3 separate regions of the Sus scrofa genome follow, and regions 1 and 2 are each linked to region 3. The links are chromatin contacts, called in public HiChIP or PLAC-seq and promoter capture Hi-C maps. All regions are on one chromosome and are shown on one strand. Each heading gives the region's core, a stretch centred on a gene start, on an enhancer-like site or on the middle of the called end of the contact. The rest is flanking DNA. Distances are from core to core; before and after follow the strand shown.

Region 1 (2,732 bases), core at 9-2,508, 380 kb after region 3:
CAAACCTAGTTTATTCTGTATGTGCCAAGATTATGACCCTTTTAATTTATATAACATTCATACATATGAGTGTGTATAATACATACATATGTTTGTAAATGTATATATAAGGGAGAGAACAGCTTTGATATTTTCATACATCATTGAGCTAATTCCTATTTGGCTGAATTTTAAGCTTAGTGGGAAACGTTCAATGGAAATATCAAAGCAATTTTCTTTTTCAGCATGTAGTGTTCCCACCTGAGTCTTAATCCTAGCACTAGCACTGACTAGCTGTGTGACCTTAGGAAAGTGACAACTTCTGTGTCTGTTTCCTCACCCACTTCTTAGGGTTCCTGTGCCATTATACAAGACTATATATGCAAAATACTTGGCACATAATAAGCACTCAAAAGATTGTAGCTATTTTAGTAATAATACCTCAGTTCTGACCTAAGCTATTTATTAACATATAGAAATAACATCTATTCTGCTGCCAGGTCAGGATATTCTTCCAAAAAGTTGTACAATTAACCTCAACTGCATCATGGAATCTTGATATCCAATATATTTGTTATAGTAGATACAAAACACACTGCTAAAATTACAGAACATTAGGCTACTCCGTCTTTGCTGTCGACCTCCACGCTTATACTCTGGTTCAGGTGTAAGTTGCCTCATACTAAAAACATCTCAATAGCTTCTTTTCTATCGTCTGCCACATTAATTTAATCATAGAATCTTAGCACTGGAAAGGGGTTTAGAGGTCACGCGGTCCAACCTGCCACCGCACAGTAGAGAAGCGGCTAAGCACGGTGTGGCACCAGGCTGAAGCTCTGGCTTCACCAATTAGGTTCTGGGCTTCGCACCAGTTTCTGTTTTGGCTCCATCAGTGGCTTCTTAGCTCCGTGGCGGTGGAGATATAGGAATAAAGAGCAAAGGTAAACGCCTTCCCCACTTTTTGGGCTGGGGGTGGGGGTCTCAGTTTCCTCAGAGTTCACTTCGGACTTCGATTATCTCGGTGCTGGACCGAGTTTCGACCTCACACTCTGAGGAGGGACCGCCCCCAGAGGCCGGCTGGCTGGTACCTGAGCTCTTCCACCAGCCCGCAGAGCTGGATAATAGGTAGCTCGTTCTCGTCCTGGGCCTGCGCCTCGGAGGCAGAGGTCTCAGAGTCCTCATCCGTCATCACTGCAGAAGCTACCCTTGCCAAAGCCAAGGGTGACCAAGGGCGCCGGGTGCGAGAACCCACGCGTCACTCGGGCTGCGACCAAGCAGTAGGTTGCCAGGGCGACCCGGACGCATGCGTGAGGAGGCGGGGCTTCCTGAGGCCTCGCCCATCGATCCCAGCCCAACTCCTCGCTTCCGGGAACGTGATAGCTGACCTTGGGTGGACACCTAGGCACCTTCACGGTTTACTTTTACTGTCATGATTTTTAAAATGAGCTACGGTTCGCTCAGCGCTTACTGTGCTCTTGGCATCGTGTTAAGCAGAGTTTATGAAAATCCTTGCAACACTTGTTATAGTATCTATTCTTTTCTTTATGTATTCTCCAAATAAGGAAACAGAATCAGAAAGTTCGATTTGTGGGGGTGTCTTCTTTATCTTACCTCTCTGTGAGGCCTCTACTCTGCTTACCACCCCGGGCTTCATACATACTAACTGCAGTTTCTCTGGAATGCCAATAATCTGTATTCCTGGAAGGAAAAAAACTTAGCTGATTATTTAATGGGTATAAATTCAAGAGACATTTGTAAATTGACATTATGTACTATGTTTTGAGAATCCTGGAAGAAGGTGTGGAAGCAGACCATTCTGGCTTTCAAGGAGCTTCTAGTTAAATGAAGAAATAGCCCCCAAACCAGCTGTTGCAATCTGGAGTGATTATGGTAATATCTTTTCATAATGATCAATTCATTTAATCCTCAAAACAATCTTATGAAATTGGTATTATTATCTTCCTCTTACAGATCAGGAAATTGAGGAATAGAGTTAGATGAGTGGCCCACAGCCACCCAGGAATGGAGTTACCCTCCAGCTAAACCTAAATCCAGGCTGTTGACTTCTAAACTGATGTACATCATGGCAAGGATCTGCAAGGCAGCAAGGTATCTGTCTGTCTGCTCCCACCAGGACGGAGGAGGACAGAGAGAAGGATGGGCAGACTTCTTTGAGGGAGGGTGGGCAGACTTCTTTGAGGGAGGGTAGGCCTGGATGTGGTTAGAAAGCAGGCCGTGTTAAACTGCTTAGAATGAGGGTCAGCCACTCCCTGACCCTCCCTGCCTCCCAAGAGACGCCTGTGAGCATCAACACATAGTCACAGAACTCCAAAGGACTTTGGTTTTGAGGCTTAGGATGAACAAGTTTAGAGCCAGAGTTACTAGAGATGAAAGCAGGGAGGCTGAGCCCTACTACCCTTCTCTTCTCTCTGCTGCTAGGGCTCTTGGGATGGGCTCTGGGACCAATGGTTAATATACTCACATAACACGTAATGCAAATGGGAACCAGCCTCAAGAGGGCCCAAAGCAAGAAAGAGCTCTGAAGCAGGTCTGGCTCTGGTGCAAACAGCCCCCATCACTTGGGCAATGTGATACAGCAGACCCTAGGGTACTGGAAGGATCAGTGGTGGGAAAAGATGCAGCATGAAGCTTAAAGCCAGATCTACTGAGAGAATCATAATGCAGGACCTGGGATTTTGGAACAAGGCCATGCAATCGATGGCAGGGATTTTCACACCTTCTGAGAAATTGCA
Region 2 (2,750 bases), core at 60-2,559, 270 kb after region 3:
ATCATATTGAGTTTTCCGTCAATAAAGAATGTCTAAATTCTTTTTTACAAAGAAGATAAACTTTAAAACATTATTTAGAAACACGGAGGTGAATCTTGAAGAAACTCTGAAAAACATAGACTGTGGAGATGGGAAGGGACATAGCAAGGCAAGGCCTGCTATGTTTTGTTATAAATCTTTTGGTACTATTGACTTTTTAAACTTTGCATATGTCCTACTTTGAAAAAAATTAAAACAGACCAAACAAAAACACCCTTCTAAACAAAACTCAGGTTAAATAGGAAATCAAAAATAACCATTACAAGCCAAGTTCCTGGGACAAACTCGTATTTGAAGTCATGCAGTCTTAGGTTCGAATCCAAGCTCACCGCTTATAATGAGTCCCTGGCCAAGTTACCCAACCTTTCTGAGCTTCAATTTCCTCCCATGTAACAACACTTAACAGTAGGGTTGTTGAAAAATTAAAGGCTAATACACGGAAAACTATACTCCCCCTGCCCTATCCATGCTGGCAATAAAACTCAGTAAATGGTAGGTGATACTGTCATCGTTATGCAGGAATGAAATTAGCAACTTGGGGCTCCCCGATATTATTTGCTCCTACAGAAGCAAAAACTTTTGTTTTAAGGCAAAAGTGGTCAGAACCATTGGTCCTCAAGTATTCAGTCGGTGCCAATTCTAAAGCAAGAACACATGCCGGGGAGAGAAGACACTGCTAAATTTGGTTGGTTTCAAAACTGAGTGTGGGAGGGAGCTCAACGACTCAGTGTAAATTTCGTTTCCGTAAGGGTCGCGGAGAGTAGGTGGGGAGAAGGACTCTAGAGCGCGGGGAATCGGCGGACAGAACTCCTTTAGCGCACTTCCGGGCCCCTCCTTAAAACTACAGATCCCAGGAGGCAGCGCGCCCGGTCATGCGGCCCCAGGGCCGTAAGGCCCACTGGGAGTGGTAGTCTTTTGGTTAGGGGATCCGCGCCAAAGGCTTACCTGAGGGATTGTGTTGTCTGTCTCGGCCCCTCCGCTCCGGTCCAGGAAGAAAGTGCCGAGGCGCGGCATGGGGATCTCAGTGCGCACCGGGAGCTTTTCGTGGGACATCAGGATATCGTCCAGGGAAAGAAAGTTCTCCTCAGGCCCCAGCGCACCCGACTCCACCCGGAAATAAGCCTCGGACATGGCGGCGGTCCACTCTCGTTGTTCTGGAGACCTCGGGGAGTCAGGGATGTAGAAGGAGGAGGAGGTGGCGGTGGCTGAGGCTGGTCAGGATTTTGAAGGTTGAGGAGGTCCTTGCGGCCACCTGGTAGGATTCAAACTCTTTTCCCGCGCCCGGGGTTGGGCCAGACAGAAGCAGTCGATCTAGGCGGGTCTTCCCAGGAAGAAGCAATCGACAAAATCTGCGGATTTGGTTTTGCGCAACTCCTTGGTAAGGGCGCAGTAGGTGGATCCGCACTAAGTTTTCTTCCCGCAGTGTAGCCCAGGGTGAGAACTTCAAAGAGAAGCAGGAAATGCCGTTGAAGCTGCAGGAAGCGTCTGCACTAGACTGAGTTATGTGGTCTTTTAAATGTTTACATGAAATTAAAAACACTTTGCAGTACATTTAGGGGCTTAAAAAAGACCATTGCGCCCTTCCTCTCAGGCCTGATCCAGTCTGGCTTAATTATTACAGTTTGTCAGTCTCTGAGAATCTCTGTTAATCTTGAAACATTAAAAACAAAGCAACACTCTAACACTAGCCCCTGACAGTTATTACAGACTTTTCGGAGGAGGTATAGTAGGGTAGATGGGGGGGTGGTGGTGGAGGAGCGCACGTGGCTTGCAGAGGTCCTGAGTCTATGTCAGGACCTCCCAGTTCACCTTACCATCAACGGCTAACTCCATTTGTGGCTTTTATTTTAAATCCTTAAAAGAAGAAATCTAATGGGCAGTTCATCTCTTTTTGAGGCAGGCCACAATGGTCATAGGTGGCAAGACATTCCATAGATTGGGTGCCAGTCATGTGCCATCACTGGTCTGGTGGGAAGGGGATGTGGTACCAGACTTGGGGGCGTTAGTCAGGGCTATGGATGGTGGCAGTGTTGAGAGAGGCACTACAAAACTTACTTCATAAAGAAGGACATTCTGGGCTATAGAGCCATGAGCAGAGGGTTCATGGAAAAGGAATGTGTATTCATCATGTTTTTTATTTTCTGTCCTTTATGAGGCTTTGATATCTTGGGGCCTTGCAGCTTGGGTAGGAACTGTTCCTCCCAGGGTGAGCTAATTCCTAGAGTCGCAAACAACTTGCCTGTGAACATGCCTTCCGTGTACAAACTAACTGATCCAGAGCCCATATCCCAAGCCTTTATCTAACTCCCACATACCAAACCAGTATTTCCCCGCCCTAAATCACCCCAGGGCCAAGAACTGGACAGTTGGAGACCAGCCTTATTCAAACTATCCAATCCTAAATTTGTTTAAACCTGCCTACTCTGCTTCACCCATTTCTTCCCACAGAAACCACAGTAAAGGCTCTGGGAGTGTTTTCAGGGTCCTTCAGTAAAGGGGTGTCCTCCCCTCCCTCCTTCTGCCTCCTGACAGGCCCGTCAGGTACTTCCCTGTGTGACCCTACATGACATGATATGCTCCTTTCTCTTGGGAAGGGTGAGCATTGAAACTTCTTTCAGTGGCACAGACCACTCTGTCATCACTCAGTGATCTCTGTAAGTTAAAGCCTGGGCATCGACAAGACAAGAGGCAGTGGGGGAGGCGGGCAAATC
Region 3 (2,733 bases), core at 20-2,519:
TTAAGGTGGTGCCTGACCCAATATTATCAGCATCTGTGTAAGAAGAGAGACACAGGGAGAGAACACCAAATGTAGAGGCAGAGATGAGATGCCTCAAGTGAGACGCCATTCAGCTCCAGTGAGATGTCAACAAGCCAGGGAACAACAAGACTGCTGGCAACTGCCAGAAGCTAGGAGAAACACAAGGGACAGATTCTGTCCCAGAGACTCCAGAAGGAATGAACCCTGCCTTGATTTTGGACTTCTGGTATCTAGAATAAATTTGTGAAAGAATAAGTTTCTGTAGTTTTAAGCCATCAGGTTGTAGTAATCTGTCACTGCGGCGCTGGTAGCAAACTAACACAGTGGTGGAACTGAAGTCATGGCAGGTCGGGGCATAGGCTGAGGTCTGAGAGAGTGCAGAAGAGTCTGAGGCAATAAGTTGGGGCTGGACTGGGAAGCGCCTAAAATGTGACCCCAGAGAGGCATCTACACTGATTCATTCAGGCAACAGGGGACAGGGTTCTACTTGGGTTTTAGAGAAGAGGGTCAGAGAAACCGGCATTGTTTTGAGTGGACCTGTGTAAATCGCTCAACTTCTGAGGTCACAAATTCACTCGCTTTTTCCTTTCAGAATGATTAATTCCCTTCCACACACAACTGCAAGGACTTGGCAAAACAAGTTTGTCATTAATAACCACGGTTTGTTTCGTGCCTAGTAAACCAGGCCTGTTTTTAGACATAAGCGGCTAATCTCACTTAATCCTCACAAGTGCTCCCGAGAGACAAGGCATGTTATCTTCTCCGCAGCAGAGATTAGAAAACATTTAGGAAGAAGGTGAGGTGATTCGCATTTAGGAAAATATCTGGCTAAAGATTTAACATCGGCCACTAGGTGACAGGCTTTATGGCCTTAGGCAAATTACTTCACCTACGTCAGCCTACCTTTTTCCATCTTTCAAACTGGCATAATAGCAGCTATCTCTTCAGTCTGGTCCGTCGTGACTAGATGACTGATGCTCGTCCAGCGCTGCGAACTGCGATTAAACTGCGCAGTCACCGTTCTCCGAGACCACGTGGCCCGGCGGTGCAGACTCCCTGGCGGGCGGACTCCAGGCCGCACCGAGGCCAAGCCGTTCCGCTCCGGCCGCCAGGGTGCGCTGTGACGCGCTTTAGGGCCTGGAGGGCGGCCGCTCTAGCCTCGCCCAGGGAGTTAGCTGTCCTTACCTTCAGCAGGAGCCGGCGCCTCCGTGTCCGCCCGCCTGGCATCTCCGCTCCGTCCTGCAGCTACCCACTGCTCTCTTGCCGCCCACCATGGCCCTGCTGCACTCCGGCCGCGTCCTGTCCGGAGTCGCCTCCGCCTTCCACCCAGGCCTCGCTGCTGCAGCATCTGCCAGAGCCAGGTAAGCAGGGAAGAGAGGAACCAGGGCGACGGGCCTGCCCAGCCGAGCTGCTGGCACCTCAGGACATCTAACCTGCCATCAAAGCACACGCGTGCACCCACACACACAAACTTTCTCTGCTACCGCCTGCTTTGCTGGGGGCTGAGGATTGAGCGTCTGCGCCTCTCAATGACCCGACCAACCGGTCCTACATCCCTCCCGGCCCGTGCCCCTTGGACCGTAGGAGAGCATTCCAACGCGTTCCCCTGGGTTAGGAAGTGTGGCCCTCTACGGCACCCGGACTCCCATTCAAGGTTGGGGGGTCAAGACACGCAGATTAGGCGCTGTCGGGGTAGAAGGCAAGGGGAGAGCACCCGGCCCGTGGCTCCGAGCTGGCCTCGCGCGGATTGGCTGCGGCGCAGGGATAGTCTCGCGCCGATTGGCTGTGATGACCGCTTGTGCCCTTGACCCGCTGCCCTGTCTTGGCCTCCCTCCAGCCCAGAGGAGTTAAAAGGGCGGCGGGTGGCACGGTTGTGTGTCGGGGGAAGGAAGCTGAAGGGAGGAAGGTTCCTGGAGCTCCCGGCTTTCGGGCCTGTCTACACATTCTGCGTCCTGTGACCTTGGCGCGCGGCATCCTCCGGCCAGTGTGGCGGCCTGGCTCACCAGTGATCTCCCCAGCCCGGCCCTTTGGCCTTTGGATGGAAGAGTCAGGGTGTAGTGCCCCCCCACCTTTGTTCTAATTATTTTTATTTTATCCCTTAGGAGATCTGGCGGTAGGGACGTTGCTTTTCTTCCCCCTCCTTCTCGCTCTGCTTTTTCGTTTAGTGAGAGTTTCACAGAGCCATGCACTGGATCAGATAGATAGCTTGTGCTAGATTCAGCGGTCAACACCTGAGGGAAGGACCGGTGTCATTCAAAAAATTACAAATATGTAATTTCAAACTGTGTGATGTGTTGGCGGAGAAAAGGTTACAGAGCATTAAACAAGGTAGTAATCCCTTCCTAGTGGAGAGACCTAAGCCAGGCTATTTAATTGACTCAAAAATCCGATTTGGGACGGTGCCCCTAATTACTACCTAATCAGGAACCGAGTCTTTATACCACCCCAATCAGATATTAACTCCAAAGAGCAAAGCCTTGACCTCTCCTACACGTCTTGGCCTTTCATTGACCATGTCTTTAAGTCAGCAGAACAGTGTGTCCTTCCTGAGCCCCACACTCTTGGCAGTACAGCTTTGCCCAGGCTTTCACACTTTATTCTCTCCCTGATTTGGCTCCTTCTTGGCCCACTGTCAAAGTGTGCTCTTTAAGGTATCTTATCTAGGAGTTCCTGTCGTGGGTCAGTGGTTAACAAATCCGACTAGGAACCATG

What was found. Promoter capture Hi-C pulls out the DNA fragments that hold promoters and counts their contacts. HiChIP or PLAC-seq counts read pairs in DNA pulled down with a chosen protein or histone mark.
Region 1: a contact with region 3 is called in an H3K27ac HiChIP or PLAC-seq map of alveolar macrophages. The contact joins the promoter of CCDC113 here to the promoter of GOT2 in region 3. A contact is called at or near these places in 1 of 5 promoter capture datasets (fetal skeletal muscle) and 1 of 2 datasets of contacts at active chromatin or transcription factors (alveolar macrophages).
Region 2: a promoter capture Hi-C map of fetal liver shows a contact between it and region 3, with 2.8 times the contacts expected there. The contact joins the promoter of GINS3 here to the promoter of GOT2 in region 3. A contact is called at or near these places in 2 of 5 promoter capture datasets (fetal liver and liver), 1 of 47 Hi-C or Micro-C datasets (skeletal muscle) and 1 of 2 datasets of contacts at active chromatin or transcription factors (alveolar macrophages).

Annotation. Positions count from the first base shown.
Region 1 is chr6:20,051,207-20,053,938 of Sscrofa11.1, reverse strand. CCDC113 (coiled-coil domain containing 113) reads right to left here and starts at 1,258. Exons shown (of 9, transcript NM_001244688.1): 1 at 1,068-1,258. The coding sequence starts at 1,168.
Region 2 is chr6:20,161,255-20,164,004 of Sscrofa11.1, reverse strand. It overlaps GINS3 (GINS complex subunit 3), which reads right to left and starts at 1,309. Exons shown (of 3, transcript NM_001244332.1): 1 at 985-1,309. The coding sequence starts at 1,170.
Region 3 is chr6:20,430,385-20,433,117 of Sscrofa11.1, reverse strand. It overlaps GOT2 (glutamic-oxaloacetic transaminase 2), which reads left to right and starts at 1,269. Exons shown (of 10, transcript NM_213928.1): 1 at 1,269-1,382. The coding sequence starts at 1,294.